Regions from separate parts of the Salmo salar genome. Here region 2 is linked to region 1. The links are chromatin contacts, called in public Hi-C maps. All regions are on one chromosome and are shown on one strand. Each heading gives the region's core, a stretch centred on a gene start, on an enhancer-like site or on the middle of the called end of the contact. The rest is flanking DNA. Distances are from core to core; before and after follow the strand shown. Region 1 holds the start of LOC106581047 (lissencephaly-1 homolog A-like). Region 2 overlaps LOC106581049 (max-binding protein MNT-like).

The links. Hi-C and Micro-C count contacts between places; a contact is called where the count stands out from the background.
Region 2: a Hi-C map of gill shows a contact between it and region 1, with 4 times the contacts expected there. The contact joins the enhancer-like site here to the promoter of LOC106581047 in region 1. A contact is called at or near these places in 2 of 3 Hi-C or Micro-C datasets (gill and muscle).

What each region holds. Positions count from the first base shown.
Region 1 is chrssa20:62,547,525-62,552,004 of Ssal_v3.1, forward strand. LOC106581047 (lissencephaly-1 homolog A-like) reads left to right here and starts at 1,685. Exons shown (of 11, transcript XM_014162730.2): 1 at 1,685-1,989. cluha (clustered mitochondria (cluA/CLU1) homolog a) reads left to right here. Exons shown (of 27, transcript XM_014162727.2): 27 at 1-286.
Region 2 is chrssa20:62,671,439-62,676,239 of Ssal_v3.1, forward strand. LOC106581049 (max-binding protein MNT-like) reads left to right here. Exons shown (of 15, transcript XM_014162740.2): 15 at 1,966-4,801. The coding sequence ends at 2,780. Among protein-coding and RNA genes, the nearest start is that of LOC106581049, 60 kb to the left of the region's middle. Within about 2 kb of position 3,548, at least 9 of the 13 cell types and tissues checked have an H3K27ac peak or open chromatin away from gene starts, as enhancers often do. A contact at or near this core is called in gill, where this site is marked.

The DNA of each region.
Region 1 (4,480 bases), core at 435-2,934:
ACAAATGAAAAGGCTTTATTAATGTGAAAAATGTTTTTGTCCCATAAGGATGTTCAAAAGCATATGTCCAGGCTAGTGTGTAATTATTTCATATGTTTCTCATTCGATTGACTTTGAGGGAAGCAAAATAAACAAGTATTTGATGGAATTGATGACGACGTGAACCTGAAAAATTGCAAAGGCTGCTACTTGATGAACATTGGTGAACTTGTTGAAACCCTTAAGTCTATTGTTTGAGACTTAGACATTTCTGATAGAATAAACTCGTTGAGAGTGATCAAAAATACTTTTGTCTGCCTAGAGATCTATTTTTTTCCCCCCATGGATCATCAAATCATGGTGCTTCTATTCTATTTCATCACCAAGGCACTAATTCTTGTTGTTAAGCTGTAATTATGTTCTAATTGTATAGTAATATACCTCTTGATACATTCAAGTAATTGCATGAGAAAATGATTTGACTGTTCTTTAGATTCATTCAGTAGGGAGTGACAGACCTCCGGTTTATTTTATCAAAGCAAAGACAATGTATAATTTTGTCAATTTAACATTTTCAATTTCCAGATCATTCATATTACATATTGCTTCATCTTATGTAAACCCCTTGGTTTGTATGGATGGATGTCTTTAAATTCTGAATGTCTCCAAATGTAGATTACAAAACAAAACCTGAATGTTGAGTGAAATGTTTGTGCAAAATTACATTTTGGGAGTTTATAAGGTCATAAGGCATTGGAGAAGTCACCTGAACATTCAAAGCTCTTCAAATCACTCCCAGCACTTCATCGATGTCACACATAGGAGACTGTTATTAGGTACATTTACACACATGCATTTTGTGTTCTCCCCAATTTTAAACAAAAATGTGTATTTGTTGAGATGACACATCTATTTACCTAAACGTCACACAAGAAGCCACCAATAGATCTGTCTATTTACTACTTTAAAAAAAATAGAAGGCTCTGACCAAGATTTCATCGATGTACTGAGCTGGGTTGTCTGCCCTCTTGTCTAGTGGGGAGAAAGAGATCCTATGGGTCAAAGAGTACAAATCTGGTCTCTATGACCTCAGTGTAGATGGATGCCTAATGCACACTGATCAGCTTGCATTGTCTCTGTGTGGCACTCAAAATGAGGGTTTGTCTGTTTGAGGGTTTGTTCTTCTGTTTTCTCTTTTCTTGAACTGACAAGATTTATTCTGCACATTCTAGTGTTAAAGTCTGCTTCCCTTGCTGTGTGGTATACCTATCTGTTGCTCTTTACAAAATAACAATCTAATTATTTTTGGTCGGAGTATGCTTTTGTATTAAAATTAATAAAGAAAACTAGCAAATAACATTTGGCTTGGATTTTTAATAACTACTCATTTACATATAAGATTGAGAGGATGTTATCTGCTCTAATCAAACTTTGATTAAATGTATGAAATTATTCCAAACTATCCGGCTTGTTGGACATGCAATTAGATGCAATGATATTATCATGCATTTCAAGTGTAAAGACTGGATGTTTATTTTTGGTATCCTACTAGTCACACAAATATTGTAGTACAGAATTCATAGAACTATGTCCCGTCATCAATAGAGATCAAGTTCTGATAACATTCTGGAATCTGAATATCCACTGTAAACATGCGTGAATGACACCATCGGCAGAGGCGGGGTAATGATGTGTAGTCAAAAATAGTGAATGTTTATAGCTACTTGTTAAGTAAAATTAGAGTAGGTTATCAGTGGGTGTTTGCAAGAATCTATTTGTTTTAAGTAGGGCTGTGATCAAGGACGTGCGCGCGCGTCGCTGTCAGTTTGCGAACGCAAGCGCGTCCCCGACTGAAGGCGAATACAGCACGAAAAAACAAGGATTGCTAGAGAGAAAAGTCGGCATACTCTAACCTCGAGATCAGAAGTCCCTTGTTTGGAACGAAAAACACGTCCTCTTGGCTTGTATAACTGTCCGAACTGGCGAAGGATATTCAGGAAAAAGTATAGGGTAAGTTGTTTTGCATCAGATATTGAGTATCGAAGAAACGCTAAGTGGGGAGAAGGACGATGTGGCTGTAATTTTTGCGCCTCCTTTCTATGTCTCAAAATGGCGGACAGGCCGCTTGGAGCAGCAGGTAGCTGGCCATCGGAGTTGTAAATGTCTGTGCTAACCAACTAGTGGCACTGGTCGATTTGCTTTTAAGTAACTGTTAACCTGATTTTAAGTTACTATTTGATGAGGACTTGCACCTATTCAAGTGTTATTGATCAAATTGATTCGATAATTTGATATCAACTTTCTAGCTTGCCAGCCAGCAGGTAACTAGCTAACGTTAATCAGTGGAAATCATTTTGACGTTAGCTAGTTAGGCTAACCGGCTGGCTAGCCAAACTCATCAATTATGTGTGTAGGTCGCGAGTTGCCTCGCATCAAGTCTGTGCATAAACATTTATCGTTGTAACTATATCTAGTTAATTAACTTTTTTAACTTTTATATTTGGAGTGCATTGCTAATTGCTTCATTCAATTGAATCCATTGCTTTTTCAACTCGCATTTAAATTGCTAGGCTAGCTAGCGTGCGCACTCTAGGCTGGTCAACGTTGCGTTCGCCTCGCGATCATATGTAGGTCATGATTTGAGTGACAGTTATTTCACATACCAGCTAATGTGTTGTATTGTCGAGCATATCTACTTGGAATACGAGTATGTAATTGAACAAGCTAGATAACTTTAGCTAGGTAATGTTACCCACGATTTATAGAATGTTCAATAATGGAAAAGGGCGTATCAGTTGTATCATTATTTTGAAAGCTATTTAGGAGGTAGGCAGCTACGTGTAAATATATTATTTAGCTAGTATCGGCCGATTGTCATGTTAAACATTAGATGTGGTCTGACATTTTGACACCTTTGTTTTAGCGCAGCTAGTTACCAAATTAGTTGTGTGTTTCCTGTAGCCACTGGCTACGCTACTCCCTCCATCCATCACGTTACATCCAGTGAGCTGGACAACTTTGATCGTTTTGTGATCTGTCATCAAGGCTCTAGACCGGTAACGTAAATCATTATCATTACAGTTGGCCCTGTTTTACGAATGATCTAAGTTGAATGAATTCATGCAGTTTATAGAAATAAGTGTAGAACACGTCGGTGGAAAAAACAAGAGTTGCAGGAAAACTACAATTTGCCTTGACCAATAGCTTCAGCTTGAAACCTATGCCATCTTACTTTTTTATATTTTATTTTGCGATTGAGGATCGACTATAGTTTCAGTTTGATCACGTGGGTTGAAAGGCAGCGGTATCCTCCATTCGGTTAGAAAATACGCCACCCCTCTCCTACTGCAGAATGGATCCTTCAGCCTGCATCTCTTTCCGCTGAAACTGACAAGTCACTCTCCTCCTCCCCGCCTTGTTGATGGTACCCCTATCGTGTTTGAAGCAGTATCCGTTGCTATGCAGTCCTCCTCCCCGATTGTATAATTTCATCCTGGCCAGATCAGAGCTTGGCTACACCTGTAAGGATTGCTGCAGCAGCTGATGCAACCGAAATTATGGGATTGTTTTAGGAGTGGAGCTTCAATTGATAACTCGGTAGCTATATTTTTCTCCTTTACAGTTGTAGCTAATGTGATTCCATGGTTTGTATATCTATGCTGATGGACCCTACTTGATTGAATAGGCAGTCACTTGATGTAAGCAATTAGATGTTAGTTTTTTTTAATGAATTGGTAGTTTTAGGATATTTTAATAAGTTACTTGTTTGTGTTTGCAGGCCTGAGAAATTTCCAGACTCATTTAGAAAATAAAGCAGATTATTAAAATCCTGAGAACATAAACACGTGCGCCCTCAAATGTATCTATTGTTGTGCCAAATAGCTAATCAGTAATCATGGTATTTGTGATTCTCATAATGGCCTCAATACACAGGTTGTGATATGACTGATATACATGAGGTGGGACTATGTTAACCTGACTGATTTGTTTAGTATACCTTTCAGTGTTTTGAGTGGTACCTGACCCATGGCGACATTGAAAATGTGTTTTCAGGTTCAAATTTTATTAGTCACATGCGCCGAATACAATAGGTGTAGACCTTACAGTGAAATGATTACTTAAGACTCCCTAACCAACAATGCAATTAAAAAAAATACTAAAGATTAAGAAATAAAAGTAACAAGTAATTTAAAGAGCAGCAGTAAAACAACAATAGCGAGACTGTACGGGGGGGGTACCGGTTAGTTGAGGTAATATGTACATGTAGGTAGAGTTATTAAAGTGACTATGCATTGATGCACAGAGGAGGATGTTTGATTCCTCTCTCTGAGGAGGAGGGGGCGGGAGGATGAGAGCGAGAGAGGGTGTGTCTTTTTTGTGAATGCAGAGTTCCTCACTAACACAGTCAGCACCAGATGCCCATGTTACCCTGTTTTGAGCTCCAGCCCAGAGGTCACAGTAGGACAGTGGCTGACCTTCAGCACAGGAGGACTGGTCTAAC
Region 2 (4,801 bases), core at 2,298-4,797, 130 kb after region 1:
ATCAGAACATCTCACCTGCGGGACAGGTACAGGATGGCAACAACAACTGCCCGAGTTACACCAGGAACGCACAATCCCTCCATCAGTGCTCAGACTGTCCGCAATAGGCTGAGAGAGGCTGGACTGAGGGCTTCTGGGCCTGTTGTAAGGCAGGTCCTCACCAGACATCACCGGCAACAATGTCGCCTATGGGCATAAACCCACCGTTGCTGGACCAGACAGGACTGGCAGAAAGTGTTATTCACTGACAAGTCGTGGTTTTATCTCGTGGTCGGATTCGTGTTTATCATCAAAGTAAGAGCGTTACACTGAGGCCTGTACTCTGGAGCAGGGTTGAGGTGGAGGGTCCGTCATGGTCTGGGGGCAGTGTGTCACAGCATCATCGGACTGAGCTTGTTGTCATTGCAGGCAGTCTCAACGCTGTGTGTTACAGGGAAGACATACTCCTCCCTCATATGGTACCCTTCCTGCAGGCTCATCCTGACATGACCCTCCAGTATGACAATGCCACCACGCACAGAACGAGCAGTATGGCTGATTTCCTGCAAGACAGGAATGTCGGTGTTCTGCCATGGCCAGCGAAGAGCCCGGATCTCAATCCCATTGAGCATGTCTGGGACCTGTTGGATCAGAGGGTGAGGACTAGGGCCATTCCCTCCAGAAATGTCCGGGAACTTGCAGGTGCCTTGGTGGAAGAGTGGGGTAACATCTCACAGCAAGAACTGGCAAATGTGGTGCAGTCCATGAGGAGGAGATGCACTGCAGTACTTAATGCAGCTGGTGGCCACACCAGATACTGACTGTTACTTTTGATTTACGCTTTACATTAGCATGGGTGTATTTCTTGACCAGTTAAAGGGATAGTTCACCAAAATTACAATGGCATTGGTTTCCTTACACTGTAAGCAGTCTATGTACAAGGTATGACAACAACATGCTTTGGTTTAGGGACACATTATTTACATTACATTTGTTCAGGGACACATTATTCCATTTCTGTTAGTCACATGTCTGTGGAACTTGTTCAGTTTGTCTGTTGAATCTTATGTTCATAAAAAACGTGTAAATATAAGTTTGCTGAAAATAAACTCAGTTGACAGTGAGAGGATGTTTCTTTTGTTGCTGAGTTTACATTTATTTTCATATTTGTACTTAAACTTCTTCAAAAGTGACTACCTCAGCAATTTATTTAAAAAAAATACCAGAAAGGTGAGATTTGAACCTTTCTTAGAGTATGCAGCATTACTAGTTATTGTTTATGGCCCTCATGATAAATAATTCCCTTTGGGGATTATGTAGATTACATTTTCGGTTACATTTAACTGGTTTAAGATATAAGGGGGACCATAGCTATATAGTTCTATATTAGACCCTATAATTACAATTCTATGCATTTATAAAATTGTATACATTTACATTTTTGTCATTTAGCAGACGCTCTTATCCAGAGCGACTTACAGTAGTGAATGCATACATTTCATACAATTTCATAATTTTTTTGCTGGCCCCCCGTGGGAATCGAACCCACAACCCTGGTGTTGCAAACACCACGCTCTACCAACTGAGCTACAGGGAAGGCTATATATGTATACCATTTGAGGTTCTTGATCAACTGCAATTAATTACTTGGAAAAAGTCCCTGAAAGTCCTTGAATTTGACTTGCCAGTGTCTGTATAAACCCTGTTTAAAGGTTGTATAGAACTAGACCTAGGCTGTTGTATAGGTGGAGTTATGGGCCAATTTGCGCATATTCACTTTCATTCCTCTAAGTACACATGTAGAACTTCATGAAAATCCTTGTTGTTATTATTGTTTCAAACCATTTTGAAATGTTGATCCCAATGTCACACTGTTTATAGAAAGACCAACATTAGTTCCTACACAGTGTTTTAAGAATGTGCAAAGCGATCATATCTGCGACGTTATCTAGCGTAAAGTTAATGTGTTCTTTCTGTCTAACACAGAGGGTGAAGACATCATGGATGACGACATGGATGAGGAGAATGTTCCAGCAGCCTTACCCACCGTGCCTCAACAAGCCATGCAACCCGAGTTGTACAAGACTGTGACCCCCACTTCCATAACCCCCACCACCTCCATCCTCACCCAACACATCTCCAGCCAACACAAGGCCCAAACGTACCCCCACCCGCTGTCAGCCCTGGCTGTCTCGGCTACATTCTCAACCACAGCATCCAACATCACCACCACCCCTATCCAGGCCCTCCTATCGTCTCACACACACATCGTAACCTCCCCTAGCACCCTCTTCCCCGCTCACACACACGTAGTGACCGCCCACGCTCATACTCACATGGTAAAGGCCCCCAGCCTCCAGCCCACAGTCATTGCCCACGCCTCTGCTTCCCACGCCTCTGTCATCCAGGCCGTCAACCACGTCATCCAGGCTTCATCTGGAGGAGCCAAGCACATCACCCATCTAGCTCCCTCCTCCTCAGCCCCCATGCAGCTGGCCCCAGGGCACCACCACCAGCCCATCGGAGACATCCCCATCCACCCTGTTACCCACCTGGGCCAGCACCATCTACCCACCATCTACCCCCAGTCTGTGGCTGTCACCCAGCCAGCCATGGTGGGCCACATCACCCATACTCTCGCCCAGGTCAATGGTACTGCCCCCAGCCAGGGCACAACCACCATCATGGGAAAGCAGACGGCAGTTGGTGCCCAGGTGGTGACACATCACCAACAGCTGCTGAACCCTGTAACTATGGTGACCATGCCTTCATTCCCCGTTAGCACTCTGAAGCTAGCCTGATCTCTGACGCTAGCCTGAGAACCAAGTTACATGAACTGGCCACACCCACCCTGAGGTGGCCAGAGTCAGGCTGAAGTCGGAGACAGACCTCCAGATCTGGAGACCATCGGCCTCAGAGCAGACCAGCCGGACAGGAACCAGCCCAGACTCAGAGCCCAGGGCGACTGAAGCAGGCCCAGAGTGAGGCAGGCACCAGGACTACTGTACTGACAAACAAATGTAAACGTCTTCATACTGGACGCAAGTCCTCATATTCACTGATGATTCACAAACTGCATTATTAACTAACCTGATGCATTACGGCTGCCAATAAGAAGTAACTCAAAACATTCCAAAAAGAAACTATAAAAATTAATAAAAAATATATATATATATGTATAATGGTTATGAGGTGAAAGACAGCCAATGTTGTTGGGCTGAGTATGATGTCCAGGATGGTAATGTTGATGGAGTGTGATGTTATTGTATAGGATGCAGTGGAGAGAATCACATGGAGAGGTTCTCTGTCTGGCCCTCCTCCTGGTTCACGTTTCCAGAAGCAAAACAGTAGCTAATAGTGAGAGAAGGACGTCATCCAATGTCAAGGCAGTCAGACCTGCATATTTTCATTCAAGACCGGTTTTTATATTTCTGGTACAGGGTCATGTATTCCACAGCCAAGAGTATTTACAAACCACACTACTAATGACTGGTGGTGCCACTATTTGCTATTATGAAAGCACCAAGGTTTTCGATTTAACTGAAGTCTACCACTGCTATCAGAGGCCAGGGCCTATATTCACAAATCACCTGAGTAGTTGTGCTGATCCAGGATCTGCCCGTATAATCTTATTCATTATGATTTTAGTCTAAACTGATACTAGATAAGCACTCCTACTCTGAGACACTTTGTGGATACGGGCCTTGATGCGACCAGAAGGCAAAGCGTCCAATTTCAGACCGCTGAATCGGGGTCAGAGAGACTGGCTCTCTGGCTGTGTGATTGGTAGGTGTTGGCACGTCAGCATGGGATCAGTGTGTGTGTGTGTGTGTGTGTGTGTGTGTGTGTGTGTGCACATGCACTAACAACTAAGCGCCATAAAGGAGCACATTGAGGACATGATTGCTGGGACCTCCCCTTCCCACTACCCAGGCACATGGCTGTGAAGTGAAACCTAAAACACGGCCTGGCCATTCTTCTCCCACTGCAGCGCTGTCATATTACTGCATGTTCCACAGGCTTCCCCTGGTGGTGGTAAACCACAACTGCATGTAAAATGATTGAGTGTACTAGTTTGTAATAACATATATTCAGTGTGTGTGGCCCAAGCAGGAATCAAACCCAAATGTTGGCATTACCAGTTCCACCATGCACATCTGAACCAGGTGATGTAAAGTATAACTGTGAGGACTTTTCCCAAAACTGAACCACTCAGTTTAACACAGGAGTAAAACTACAATACTCAAGTGGCTACATATTACCGCGATTTATATATATATTTTTTACTAATGGCAGAGCAGGAGCCATAGCAGGCACAATCACTGTAAATTGCTCCTGGAGTATCTATGTATGTGTAATAAAGTAGCTATATAGTGAGGCATATCTTGTTTGTGTTGCAGCAGTGATCTTGTTAAATAAGGCCTTCGGCAGTGTCATGGTAGAGCATTGAAGTGAATGTGGCAGTTTGGGGTTAAACGGCATGGTCGGGCAGTCACGCCATTTTATCCTCTTTTTTTCCACCACCCATATGAATTATCTGGTATATCAACTCTATCTAGATTCTCATGTTAGCCGTCCACTGCACTATTACACGACCTGTGTAGCTGAGATTCAACTTTTAACTTCTAGCACTTTGATATGCTACTTAATAACCCCAATTAAAGCAAAACTGGTTTACAACTGTACATAGCACTCGCAAAAACAGCACCTGACTGTGTCCCTCTTCACTTAATCTGAATGAATGTTCTTATGTGTGTGTCTGTCTTTGGGAGGAAGAATGGACATGGTAGTCACAACATTTTTTAAAAAGTGTGGAATGGAA